2 separate regions of the Mus musculus genome follow, and region 1 is linked to region 2. A link is a contact called in public Hi-C data. All regions are on one chromosome and are shown on one strand. Each heading gives the region's core, a stretch centred on a gene start, on an enhancer-like site or on the middle of the called end of the contact. The rest is flanking DNA. Distances are from core to core; before and after follow the strand shown.

Region 1 (6,603 bases), core at 3,701-6,200, 430 kb after region 2:
AAACTCCTTTTTAGATGTGAAGGTGCTTTTTGTCAACCAAAAAAGCACTTCATACATTCAAAGGCTATTTATCCTTATGTTTGCATGCATGTGCACGTATGACTGCACATGTGTATGGTGTAATTACAATGTTTGGTGTATGCACAGATTCCCCAAATCTTTTCAGCAATCCATGGTCCTCCCGGGATCTAGATTGGGAATCACTGTGAGAGAGAAAGACTCAGAGTGAAGAAATCTATGTCTCCACCAACTCATTCATGGAGAGAAAATGACATTCCCACAGCTGACTGATTTTACACACACCACCCCTTGTTTTATTCCCACCAACAAGATCAACACGTTGATAGACACAATCCTGATTATTTCCCAGTTCACACAGTCTTGATTGTTGGTTTATAACACAATAAAATCTCCTTCGGGCACAAGAACCTATCTTCTGTGTGTATATCTTCCATTACAAATCGCAAGTACAGATATTGTGGGGGATAACATAATCAAAATAACATTTGGAACAAAGATACATGAGTATGATCAATGGGACGGGAAAGCAATTGCTTAAGAAACATTGGAAAATAATTCTTTGGATACAGACAGCCTTGTGGTTTTAGGACAGTTGAAGGATGATAAGAAAAAGGCCTTACCCTGAAGAACTATTGACCCTGACCTAAATGTGCTCATGGACATCCATACTCCCAGTCCACACCCCCTCCCTCCACCTTCCTGTCTGATTTCCACTCATCCATTCTTAGCTCCTGTTTGTCTGAGGCCACATGCAACTGGATTTGTCAAGTCCCCTCTTAGCAACTTGTTGTCACAGTCCATTACCAAATTGCATATAGTTATATATTCCACTAATTAGGCTTCTAAAATATCATTAACATGTCTCTTGATCATTAGCATAACGTATGAGGCGTCCTCGTTAGGCACGACTCGAGTTTGTTAACGTGGTAATGAGAGGCACAAGGCAGGCTCCGCAGAGAGGCATGGAGAAGTGGGGAACACAGAGGCACCAAGGATCCACTCGACAAAGGTACAGAGGGTGACTGTGACAAAGGCAAAGATAGAAATAAAAAAAAAAAAAACAAACGAAATGTGAAGAGCACACACAGTCCATGCCAAAGGGACATGAGCAAGCCAATGAAGCTGGCTGGCATCTACATAGGTGCTTAGCATATGGTGGCCCTTAAGGCGTATTCCTACCTTTAAGGCACCTGAAACCTAGCCCAAGGTTCTCATCTAGCCTAAATAGAAATCCTTAAAGTTTCCTGGACAAGAAGAAAATAATATAGAGAAATCTTCCCAGAGACTAAAGTCATAGATGAACATAGGTTCTTTTCTGGTACATCTCCTCTTCATTCCCAGGTACAGGGGACAACAGGCAATCACTGCTGCATGAGATTAGAACTACTCAGGGTAACTTTCTTCTAACCCTCAGGAGGGCCTTTATTAACACTGTCTCTGAGACCTCTCCCCTACTTCCTCGTGTGTGTGTGTGTGTGTGTGTGTGTGTGTGTGTGTGTGTGTATGTGTGTGTGTGTGTATGTGTGTGTGCACGCACACATACCTGTATCACTGATGATGGTGACATATGTATTAAGACAGCTTTTTTTTTTTTAATTTGGTTTTTCGAGACAGGGTTTCTCTGTGTAGCCTTGGCTGTCCTGGAACTCACTCTGTAGACCAGGCTGGCCTTGAACTCAGTAATCCGCCTGCCTCTGCCTCCCAAGTACTGGGATTAAAGGTGTGCGCCACCACAAAGAGCTTACCTGAAGAGAGATCATGGCTGTATATGTGCAGGGAAGAGAGGATGGAGGCCATTAAAGAAATAGAATAAGCTGGCAACTGGTATATACCATGTCAGATGCCAGTGAGCATCCACCAGGCATGTGGACTGAAGGGTGCGGTTTCAAATTGCCACCTAAGACTACATTTCCCAATTCACAGAAAGGTTTCTAACTGTGCTTGATAGGATTCCCAGGGCAAGAAGAAAAGAAAGTGTTTGGTTTGGCCAACGGGTGGGGAATTTGAAGAAGTCAGGAGAGATGACTTTATTGCACAAGCACACTGTTGTCTTTATTTCACCCTCAACAAGGAAGTGCTAAGTCCTACTGTATAGAGTCACAGTTATAGGTTGAGGGCATACAAGAGCAGCTCCAGAAACAAGCAAGAAGATGCTACTCCTAGTCTGCATAGGTTGAGGGCATACAAGAGCAGCTCCAGAAACAAGCAAGAAGATGCTACTCCTAGTCTGCCTATGTGAGAGGATCAACTGAGAACTCGAGAGTTTACAATCTGACCGGTTTTGCTCAGCACAGCTATTCTAGGCTAATCTCTGAGACTTGGAATCTCAGACAGATAGTTGGAAGCACCCAGTGGACTCACAGAGCAGCACAGGAAGAAAAGTGTGCGGCTCTCCTGGAATGACTTCAGCAAAAATCCCACTGGACACAGGTGTCTAGCACTTCCTCATATGTTGTCTCCTCCTGTTGGGGGGTCCTTTCCAGGCTGGCCTTGCCTCCCAGGTCCATAGTGGAAGAAAAAAATCTGTGCACCCTCAAGTATCAAGGCCAGAAACATCACAGAAGACTGACTTAGTAAACTTAGGTGGCCCCTAAATGGAAGTTTTCCAGAGTATGCAGCTCACTTAATATCTGAATGAATGGTCCCAATGGCCAATGGTAAGAATCCAGTCTATGACTTGACAATGTAAGGATATGCCACCAGGGCTCATTTTCAGCGAGGATGAATCTAAGCAATTGTTTCTCTGGATCAGAGTGGGTGGGAGAAACTGATCTCTCACTATTAGGGCACATGGAGGACAATGACAGAAAGTGTCACCTTAAGAGCCTTTCCTATTAGCAGAATCAGGAGACGCCCTCTGTGAACCGCAAGTACAATTCTTATATTTCAGCACCACAGAACCTTTTCTGGTCAGCTATGGCTCTCCACCTATGTGTCAAAGGAGTAAAGAAAACTCCCAAGGCCTGAGGTGAAGTCTGAATGGATTCATCGTGGCAGGAAACAGAATGGCCACCAAAAATATGGCTTTTTTTCACTATTATTTCCATTCAGATGGTCTGAAGGATGGGGTAGCTCAGCCCCTACTGCAGAACCTGCAAGAAGCTATACCCACAGCCCAGTCCCAAGGAACACCCCTGAGTGATCCCTTACAAAGCTTTCTCACCCCTGTTAGACAGACGAAGTTCCTCGTAGATAGATTCTCAGAAGCTAGCTCTTTTCCCACTGGAGAAAAGAAAGAAGAAGCAAAATACAAGGAGAAGGTATATTTAAAAAAAAATTAAAAACCGGGAAAAAAATTGAACCTCAAAACCTTCAGTTGGTAATGACAAAAGTAATCATACATTCATTATCTCACTCTGTACCCAGGCTCCGGGGATGCACTTAGAGGCAATTCTTTAACTCAAGCTGGTAGGCAAGGCAATGGGACAGGAGGAAGAGATGAATATAAATCCACAGTGATGCCTGGATACAAAGTCACACAGACAAAAGGCTAATTAGTTAGTAGGGTTACTTGTAAATTGATGGAATGCCCTAGTGTTTGAAAGCATGCAAAACTCAGAACTCAGGAGAACGACCCTGACAAAGAATAGCCTCAAAGCAGCACCTCTGGGACACCCTCTTCAAATAAACACAGTGGGTCTGCGCAGTGTGGCTTTTTACACTGGGTGTTTTAGAAAGAGTTCAATGCAGCTGTTTGCCTAAGGCAACAATGCGTTTTCTTATTCCACAAGCTCTGACTTTAGAAATGAAACAAAAAGTAAACTTTAACAGTGTCCCTGTAACGATGGCCACAAATTCAACATCTGTAAACAGATAGTGATATTCTATTTAAGTTGGGTTTTTTGTAAGGCTGGTTCTCATCTTGCTGAGAAGGAGAAGTGGCCCTACATCTCTGAGTCATGGTAGTGGTTCAACCTGCCCAGCTTTACTTGTTTGGAGCCTACTGCTCTCTCCCCGCTGTCCACCCTCATCCTGCCCTGCTCTGAACCCAGCACACGGAAGGATGATGGAGATGATCCAGAATGCAATTACTGATGGAGAAGATGATCTTAGTCTACCTCATGGATTGGGAGCGGCAGCTAAACAGGACAATTTTGAAGTGACCTGCAGGCTGGTGGGAAAATAGCTCAGTGGGTCAAAGTACTTGCTATGTCAACCTGACCATCTGTATTTGATTCCTGGATCCCACTATGGAAGGAGAGAATTGATTTCTAAAGGCTATCTACGAATCTCCACATATGCCATATGTCCTGTGGCATGTACACACCTGCACACGCACACACACACACACACACGTATGTTTTATAAAATGACCTGGCTACATGTGGTGATTGTTGCCTATAATCCCAGCACTCAGATAATACAGGAGATGATGGATATTTCTTTCTGAGTTCAAGGCCAGCCTAGTCTACATAATGAGTTCCAGGCCAGTCAAGGGTATACAGTGAGAACCTGACTCAAGAAAGAAGGGGAGAGGCTTGTCACTTATAAATGGATGCATGGGGGGAAGCTTAAAACCAATGTCTGTGGAGTAGGAGGGAAAGATTCGAACACAGAACAAGCCAAACAGCCCCAGTGCTACAGAGCTCTCACAGAGGCATCCCAGGTCCCAACAATATGACTTTTCCAATTGAGAAAACTCCCTTGCCCTACTTTGGGATCCCAGGTAAGAATGTTTGGTTTTGTTTTAACACAGAACAGCTATCATATCCATAGAACAGCTTCCAGTAGTCCTTTTGCTTATAGGAATGACATGGGCCAAGAATGGGCACCTAAGTGCCTCTCCAGAGGGAGGGCATGGCTTACATGAGAATAGGAAGGGATGTGTCATACACAGGAAGTGACCTGTTCTTTCCACAAAAGGGAGAGCCGAGAATTCATACCAAGGATGAACACTGAATACAGTCCATGTGTCAGGAGCCTCACAAACTGCCACCGCCTTGTCGCCTGGAACACTGTCCTCTGATTCTCCACACTCACTCCCCCAAGAGCCGAATAACCAGTAAGCTGCTGCCCAAAAGATATTGTAAATAGCTCTGAGAGAGTACAGTTCAGGCAGCTTCCAATTAGCTCTCACTTAACAGTCGTTTTCTCCCTGCCAAGTTTGTGCAGTGAGAGCCCCAAGCCCCCGCCTGCTGTTTGGCTCTGGGTTTGGGAACACGGGAGTCATGATGGTGATTGGGCCGCTAGAAGTCAACACGTGTGCATATGTACGAAGCCAGGGAGAGAGTTAAAACGTGCTTTGGGGGGAGGTCAGTACCAAGCACAGTCTGGCGGTAAGACCAAAAGCTATGCAGAGTGCCAGGGATCCACCTCTTTCTCTAGCTCTGGCCTACCCCTAACTTAGCCAGCTTCCATTTAATTATGCCTGGTCATTTTACCCTTTACCTACCCTCCATCCTGCTCGGTACCTCTCCATCTGAATCTCAGTGGAGATATCTAGGAGCTAAAGACAAACCAATGGCCAATTAAAAGGTAAGTGCCTTGTGTTAAAAGCCAGGCCATTCAATATTCATAACTAGGTAGCTTTCGATATGGATGAAGGACAATACAATCTATAGTCAAGGCTAATCGGGGCACCTCGTTTTGTAACATAACCAAACACCTATTCAGCTGACGGGTGGGAACCACCTGCTCTCTCCTCAGCAGACTTCGGCACTTTATAAATATTAGAGATGTAAAAGACCAAAGAGTTGTTAATGTGTTTATTTCCTTATAATGAATTCTTCAGGCAACGGAGAGGATCACCGAAGCAGAGCTTAGTTAAAAACCCCAGCTGAATTTGGCAGCCCTACTGTTCTTTGGAGCAGCATCTAAGTAGTACTGCAGGAGAGAGCGTAAAGATTGTTCACTTGGGTATAATTTTTTTGAGAAAAGAGAAAGTGAAGATTTATCTCCCACTCTTACATTTCTTTTTCCAAATTATAAGATCATCAGATTCGGCACTAGACCTATAGAACGAAAGAGAAACGAGAGAGGGAAAAAATGCGCAGTAAGGCGGTAAGGCCGGACACAGTTCTTTTCAAGGTTGAAGCACATGAACCTACTCAGCCCGTAGGGTTTCTCCTGCCAGCAACGGGATTACTGTCTCTAGAACAGTCAACTTTACAGTCTGTTCTTAGAACCCATAAGTAGTGCTTTTAAATGTTGGTTAATAATGTGCTCGACTCTATTTATGGGGGAGGGGTGTTTAATCTTTCTCAAAGAGTTAAGACAAGGTCACTTTATAAATGGACAGCAACGACAGGAAGTGATTACAGCTCACCTAGCACAGGGCTTCCAGAGAACAATCAAATCAAGATTCCTGCTCCCAGAAAGGGCTCTGTCCACTGGGAGGCAGCAAAGGCTGCCAGAAAGAGAAATGGGCCCGAGCTTGGAGACCTGGGTTCTAGTCCCTGCAAGTATCTTTATCTTAGAATCTTGGCAAGTGTACTGTGGCCAGCCATAGGATTCTGCCTAAAACTTAGGGCAGACAAAAAAAGAAAAAATTAAACAAGAGATGACGAAGCACGTAGGTGGTAAAGATAGAAGCTGTAGGAAGAAGATACACACACATAACAGAAATTTGAACTTTATAACTTT
Region 2 (7,208 bases), core at 1,127-3,626:
TATGCTTCTGAGAATCGAACTCTGGTCCCTATGCCTTTAGGGCAAGCACTTTAGCAACTGGGTCGTCTCCCAGCCTGGAAAAGTTATTTTATTTTATTTTATTTTATTTTATTTTATTTTATTTCATTTTATTATTCAGAGCATCTTCCAGATCTTAACATACTGTAGAGGCCTCAGCTGCCCGAGGTCAGGCAAGGGAAGGAGCCCTCACAATTGAAATCTGTCTCTTTTGTGTCTCACACAGCTCCTCGCCTAGGTTTCTATCCACATTTATAAGTGTGAAATGAGTGCGCAGAGCAGTTTCTGAGGTTTATTGGAAGAAACGGAGGCTGTGTAAAAAGCACAGACTGGGAACATGATGCAAAGTGGGAAGAAGCAGCTACGGTTCAAGGTCCTGGGTTCCTCAGGCTGGGGAGGCAGAGAGGCCCAGGGCAGAGACAAAATACTTGGGAAGCTCGAGGCTCCGCTCACGACCAGGTGGACCGCTCATCGTGGTGGATGCTGAAATGTTTACTATACAAACAAACACCCAAATTTGCTTTTATTTTATTTTCTAATTTCATCTGTTGCGATGCTTCACACTGCACACTTTGCTTAGAGCAGGTTAATTGCAGGATTACAAGGATGTGCGGAGGCCAGGGATTGATTATGCATGGCTCAAGCCTCCTTTGCTAAAGGAAGGTCATTTCATAATCTAAAACCATCAGCCCCTGCTGTTCCCCAAGAACTGTACCAGTTCCATTCCAAAGGTTTGCCTGCTTTAGACATAGGAAGTAGCCAAAGAAGCCCCACCCACAGAAGCTAGAGACCAGAGGTAATCAGCAGCTTCCACAGACATAGAACACCACTAAGTGTCTCCCTCATTCTTTCTTTTCTCCCAGGCTAGGATCTACCCAGCTAGCTCATGGTTGAAACCAGCTTGAAATTGACTGGCTTTTGTAAGGTTTTTGCACTTTGTTGTAGCTTCCATGTCTTTATCTCCAAGGAGCTTTTGGCAATGTCTGGGGGCACTCTGACACACATTTGTCAATAATGAAATAGGTAGGACACTATTGGCATTGAGTGGGCCAAGTCCGCGGGTGCTGCTTCGGAAGCCATATGCAAAACAGCCCTGAAACAAGAAAATATGAAGAGGAGAAGAGGTTGGAATGCTCAGTGGTCAAGAGTACTGAGGCTCTTCCAGAGGTCCTGAGTTCAATTCTCAGCAAACACATGGTTGCTCACAACCATCTAAAATGTGATCTGATGCTCTCTTTTGGCATGTAGGTATACATGCAGATAGAGAACTTATACATAAAATGAATAAATAATAAATGAATAAATCTTTAAAAGGGGGTACCTGGAGAGGTGGCTCAGTGGTTAAAAGCATACTGTCTGCTCTTCCAGATGTCTTGAGTTGAATTCCCAGCAACCACATGGTAGCTCACAACCATGGGATCTGATGTCTTCTTCCAGTGTGTCTGAAGACAGAGACAGTATACTCATGTACATAAAATAAATAAATCCTTTGGAAAACAAAGAAAAGAAAATACTCGGCTCAGATATCAACAGTAAGGAACATTAGAAACCCTGGTTTGACTGGAACACGGTCAGGTTTATTTCTGTACTGTATCTAGCTTCTACAATATGCCATGACAATGATATTAAGCAGCTAAGACCAAAATACTCTGGTCTCCAAATCCTGTCATATTTTCTGCCTGCCCCTATCTGACAGAAGTGCTATGGTCCCCGAGACCTAAAACATTTCTGTCTGTCCCAGGAAAATGTTTCTGATTTGAATCGAGAGCATCCTTTAAGAACTTCACACAAACAAGAAAAAGAGTATTCTGAAAATGTGTCTCGCTATATCAAATATCCCTCAGCAATCCGTTGTTTCTACCACATCTGGTGTTGTATTTTAGTTCCATGGCTTTCCCATTACCCCTCTATCATATCTTTTTTATTCTAAAGCCTCTTCCAGGCACTGAGCTAAGCCTGCTGCCATTAGAAGGCTGTGTGTTTCCTACTCCTTGGGGGGCCTGTAGCCCAGAGGGGGAGGCGGATATTAATTAAACCATCACCCTAATGAATGTATGATGACAAACCATGATCAGAACTCAGAGGCGGGAGACAGCTCTGATGACAGTTGACTGGGGCTCCGGGCATATGGAAGTTAAGTAGACTAAGACTGTGTGAATGTGTTTGTGGTGTGTGTGTGTGTGTGTGTGTGTGTGTGTGTGTGTGTGTGTGTGAGCTGAATATGTGTATGGGGAGGAGTGGGGGGTTAGCTTGGGGAAGAGGTGGCTCTGTGAGTCCGGCAACCTGGAGGAGAGTGGAACACTGGCGGATGAAGGATCCAGCGATGTGCTAGTGGGAAGTTGGTGAGGACCCAAGAAAAACCACGCAAGCCAGATGGTGTGCTGAGTCTTATCCTAAGAACGTCAAAGCAGAGAGAAGCCACTGAAGGATCTGGGAGGAGACTTGATCAGATTTGCATATGAAGTTCCTAGATTGTCAGACAAGGGAGAAAAAGTTGAGCTCGTTAAAAACTGAGCTATTTTGAAAACAAGTTAGCTGATTGATTAACTTTTAAAGACCCAATTAAGCTTTTGTGTCATCGTTTCCCGCCTTTATACCTGACAGAGTTTGAAAAGGGGCCACGTTCAAATATGATCGTCTTCCTTTTCAAAGAAGCAGGTTTCTGAGCAGAGGTGCAGCTGGAATTTACCCGACTGCGATTTCTAAGGTCATATTTCCTTTGAAGATCAGTTGAATATTTATGTGTGTGTGTAGAGGTGTTGGTTTTTGATGTTGCTAACATTTCCAATTCTCATGGTGAGTTCAAACTTCTCTAAGACTTTTAAAACATGCTTGCCAAAGAACCAGAATCGATAGCTCACCAAATAAATTCTCTGTGATGTCGACCATTTTTTCCTGTGCATATTGTGTTTTTTTTTAAAAAAAAAAAACAATTTTAATTTTCCTCTTCTCTCCTCTGCATGGTGGATCGTAGCTATTGCATTATGTTTTATTACTGTCTGGAACTTGTCTTTTATCAGTAAGGCCTTTGAAGATTCAAGTCCCAACCTTTCTTTGTGAATAAACTCAACCCAATACTCCACTGTGTGGGTTGTGAATTGGTATTTGTTACCTTGAACTTGTGACCTTCCTTTCTCAAACAAGTATTTCTACCCTAGATCTGGTGTTTTCAAAGCCCAGTACAACTGACAACCTGGATTGTACACAATGTTGCAGTGGTCCTCGACCTTCCTAATGCTGCAACCCCCTTAAATACAGTTAGTCATGCTGTGGTGACCCCCAACCAGAAGATTATTTTCATTGCTACTTCATAACTGTGATTTTGCTACTGTTGTGGATCGTAATGTAAATATCTGATATGCATGTAGATGGTCTTAGACCACCCCTGTGAAAGCATCATTTGGTCTCCAGAGGGGGTCCTGACCCACAGGTTGAGAACTATTGTTTCAAGGGACCATAGTAATACTTACTTGTGTATATAGTTTCGTGCTTGTGTCCATGCTGCAGAGAGGAAGGCGACTAGTTGCCATAGTGACCAGAAAGGTACAAGTCTAAAATATTTACCATGCAGCCCTTTATGGGAAAACCTTGTAAGCCCCATTCTAAAGAACATTTGCAGCTATTCCTATTCCTCTTACGTATCTAGTAGTAGACTTAGTAGCTGCTGTGCAGAGTGAGCACCCTTGCCTTGCTCCTGAAGCCTCTGTATTTTCCTGCAGGTTGGATAAGAGCATGTGGAGGAAGGACCTGCTCTCCTCAGCAACACTTCGCTAAGCTAAGCATTTCATCTGCGTTGTCTCTCATAATCCTTATCACAGTCCCGTAAATTAGATACTATTATCGTCACTTTGCAAATGAATACATTTACAAGCTAAATAACTCACAGGACTTGTAGGCAGCAGAAATGGGAACTTGATTCAATTTCTATCTTTGCTTCTGGACTCTGAGTGGCACAACTGTGGTGAATTGGTTAACAAAGGGAAAGCAGGAAAGAGGCTTCGGAAAGAGACCCTTGTTTCCTGTAATGGATGTAAGGCTATTAGCTGTGTAAACGGAGGCACGGCGTGGGTGCCAAGGCTGTTCAGAAGCCACTGATGGCTTCTATGGTACCCGACGTTCATTCTCTTCTGGAGAGGTTTTAGTTGCATCCTGAAGGGCACATGAGACAGAACCGAGTCTAGGAAATCATTTGACCTGAGTGAAGTTCTAACATGGGCCATATTCAAATCCCTTCTTCACGGTTGCCAGAACATTCCATGGGAATGCAGAATTACTAAAGAAACCACTCCTTCCCAGCCCCATCTGTCAACACTGGAATATTTGCACTTCACAAGCAGCCTGTGCGGCCCATGAGAGCATTGCTGCTGCCATCACAGGGCTGCCAGCACTAGCGCCTAGCCCTGAGATGCTGGGGACTTCTTCCCTGACATTCTGTGGCATTGCCTGCAGCAAAGCTAAACCCTTGATCAGCTAGTCAGGCTGACTTGACTGCTGTAGAACGCATTGGATGGACCTTTCTGAACCCAAGTTCCCCTTGTTCCCGGGTGCACAAACTGATGTGCGCAAACAAATTCATGTCAACTCTCAGCTGCCCTACTCTAACAGGTTCTTTTCAAAAGAATATGGTATTTGATGTAATTGAAATTCTTACTTTCCCTTGAAGCAATTTGTTTGAAAAATAATATATTTTTTAAGACTCTTCAAAAATGGAATAAAATTACTTTTTACTCTAGGGTTTTCTTTGCTCTGTGATAAATGAAGTATTAACTACGATAGCTATTAGCATCCCTGGTCTACAGACAGGTCACTACAGTTGACTAAGTTAAAATAAATAGAAAATTTAAAGTCCCCAACTATAAAATGAATTGCCCAACAGATGCAGCAGGCTCCGAAGGAATCATTGAGTGCTATTTAGCTAAATAATATCCGTGCTAACAAGTCCCACAAAACAGATTTCTGTGACAATGTTCATTCTACAATGGCCCTAAACACACATCACACCATAAGGATTCTATCAGCTAATTAATACAGGGTGAGAGCTTTAAACAGAGAAATTAACTCAACAGGAACCTTATAACTGATAGCACAACACAGCACAAGGAGAACCCTTAAGTCTCCACTTGACTTTGGCCTCTGAGCACAGGGACCTCTCCCCCTCCCCTCCCTCTCCCTCCCCCTCTCCCTCCCCTTCCTCCCTCTCTCCCATCTTCCCTATCCTCCTCCTCCCCTTCTCCCACCCCTCCCCCCTCTCCTGTCCTTCAGCATGAGCAACGAGGAGTCCTGGCTTCTCAATCAGTCCTAATCTCCTGAGGGATGCTCATTCTTGCAATATGTTTTGAAATCTCCATTGTGTACTAGACATGTGACACATGCAACTCATGGCTCCACTGTCTTCAATCCTTTGTGGTACATACATTCTTAGACATGTTAGGCAGCACTTGCTGGTTAGCACAGATCTGAAGCCTAGATGTGCAACAGTGGATGGACAAATACTGAAAATGTGCTTTGGAAAGCTCTTGAAGTTTAAGAATATGAGCCTCGGATGCTTATTAACTTTCAATTGCCATCCCATGGCCAATGAATTCCAAGCTCATAGTGGCCTTTTGCAGCTAAAGGTAAGCAAGCGTAAACTCCCTAGCTCCCAGGAAGTCCAATAAGACTAGATCTGATGAACATATACGTGGACAAGTCCCAACCCTTTCTTGCAAACCAGAGACATTCTGCGAGAGTCTGGCCTGATTATAAAAATATTGCTACATAAGTTCAAGTTAAAATAATATTTTCTCCTTTCAGTTTTGTGAGATAGCTGAGTCTGTGAAGTGCTTGTAAGCATGAGGGGCTGGCTTCATTCACAAGAACCCCCAGTACCCACATAAATGAGCCACATATCCTGGAACACACTTGCGATCCCAGCACTGGGAAGATGGAACAGGTGGATCTCTAGAGCATGCTGGTCAACCAGTCTAGCTTAGCTAGGAAGTTTAACACCAGTCAAAAGACCTTGTTTCAACAAGTAAGGTGGTAAGACTGTGCCAAATAAATGACACTTGAGGTTGACCTATGACTTCTACATGTATCTGGAAGCACACTTATGTGAACATGCACACACAGGTATTTACATACACACACACACACACACACACACACACACATACATACATACACACACATACATACACACACACACAGAAATCTTTTCCTTTATTTTTAAATAAGTTATACACACTCTTTCCATGATGCAAAGCAAGTTTCTTCCTGTCTTGTCAGCTGGGAAATGCATAGTGAATATGTATGTGTTGTTGGGAATTTGATCTTTATGTACAAACTCAGCATTCAACGGCTCCAGATATACCTATGGCCCTTACATTTGCTCACAATTTATTGACTCAAATTGTCAGTAAGTAACTGTAATCTAGTCTGGATTGAGTTAATTATAAAGTCAACTATTTGCATGAAGAATGCACTGACCATTCGTGGACCAGCTAGAGGATGGGCTGTAACTCCCCAGGAAAGGAAATGGAATATTGAGCTCTAAAAGTCAGGTTCACTTGGAGACAAGGAGGATGATCAAGAGAAAGAAGAGTGTGGACTTCATGTGTGTGTGTGACAGTGCTCGGCTTGATCCTTCCTTATCATTATGTTCATTGTCTGACTCCTGCAGTGGTGTGGCTTAGACTCAGAGTGGGTCTTCCCACTTGTTTTAACCCAATTAAAAATATTCCTTACACACATGCCCACAGATCAACTTAATCTAGAGAACTCCTCATTGAGACCTCCTTCCTAGGTTTCTACATGTGTCAAATGGACACTAAAATACTGGCCACCATATACTGCTACAGGCTGCTTTTTATGTTGGTACTGTGTGCTGTTAAAAAATCCTAAAGCCCCCAAAGTTAAACAACTGCTGGGTACCACCTAGGTGCAGTGGTGTTTGTCTATAATCCCAGAATTTAGGAGGCAGGGGCAGGCAGGGTTCAAGGCCAGCCTGGTCTATATAGTGAATTCTACAATAGTCATATCTACACACATATTGAGACCTTGTCTCAAAACCAAAACCAAATCAAACCAATTCAAAAGTAAACAAACAAAACTTCCTGGGCATTACTTTATCAATACCAAACATGTGAAGCCTGTTAGGAGCCTGGGAATGGGGGTGGGATGGGTGTGGACTGACCATATTTCCTTCATTG

The links. A called contact is a pair of places that touch in the nucleus more often than the background predicts.
Region 1: a contact with region 2 is called in a Hi-C map of cortical neurons. The contact joins two enhancer-like sites. A contact is called at or near these places in 14 of 484 Hi-C or Micro-C datasets (the HL-1 cell line, cardiomyocytes, cortical neurons and 5 more), 4 of 115 datasets of contacts at active chromatin or transcription factors (astrocytes, embryonic basal ganglia and embryonic stem cells) and 1 of 9 other capture datasets (embryonic stem cells).

Annotation. Positions count from the first base shown.
Region 1 is chr1:168,370,226-168,376,828 of GRCm38.p6, forward strand. All of the region lies in intron 2 of Pbx1 (pre B cell leukemia homeobox 1), which reads right to left. It overlaps Gm51671 (a long non-coding RNA gene), which reads left to right. Exons shown (of 2, transcript XR_003948152.1): 1 at 1-2,130; 2 at 2,194-6,603. Among named protein-coding and RNA genes, the nearest start is that of Gm51671, 27 kb to the left of the region's middle. Within about 2 kb of position 4,951, at least 30 of the 459 cell types and tissues checked have an H3K27ac peak or open chromatin away from gene starts, as enhancers often do. A contact at or near this core is called in cortical neurons and uterus, where this site is marked.
Region 2 is chr1:167,943,680-167,950,887 of GRCm38.p6, forward strand. No RefSeq gene overlaps it. Among named protein-coding and RNA genes, the nearest start is that of Lmx1a, 260 kb to the left of the region's middle. Within about 2 kb of position 2,377, at least 13 of the 459 cell types and tissues checked have an H3K27ac peak or open chromatin away from gene starts, as enhancers often do. A contact at or near this core is called in cortical neurons and uterus, where this site is marked.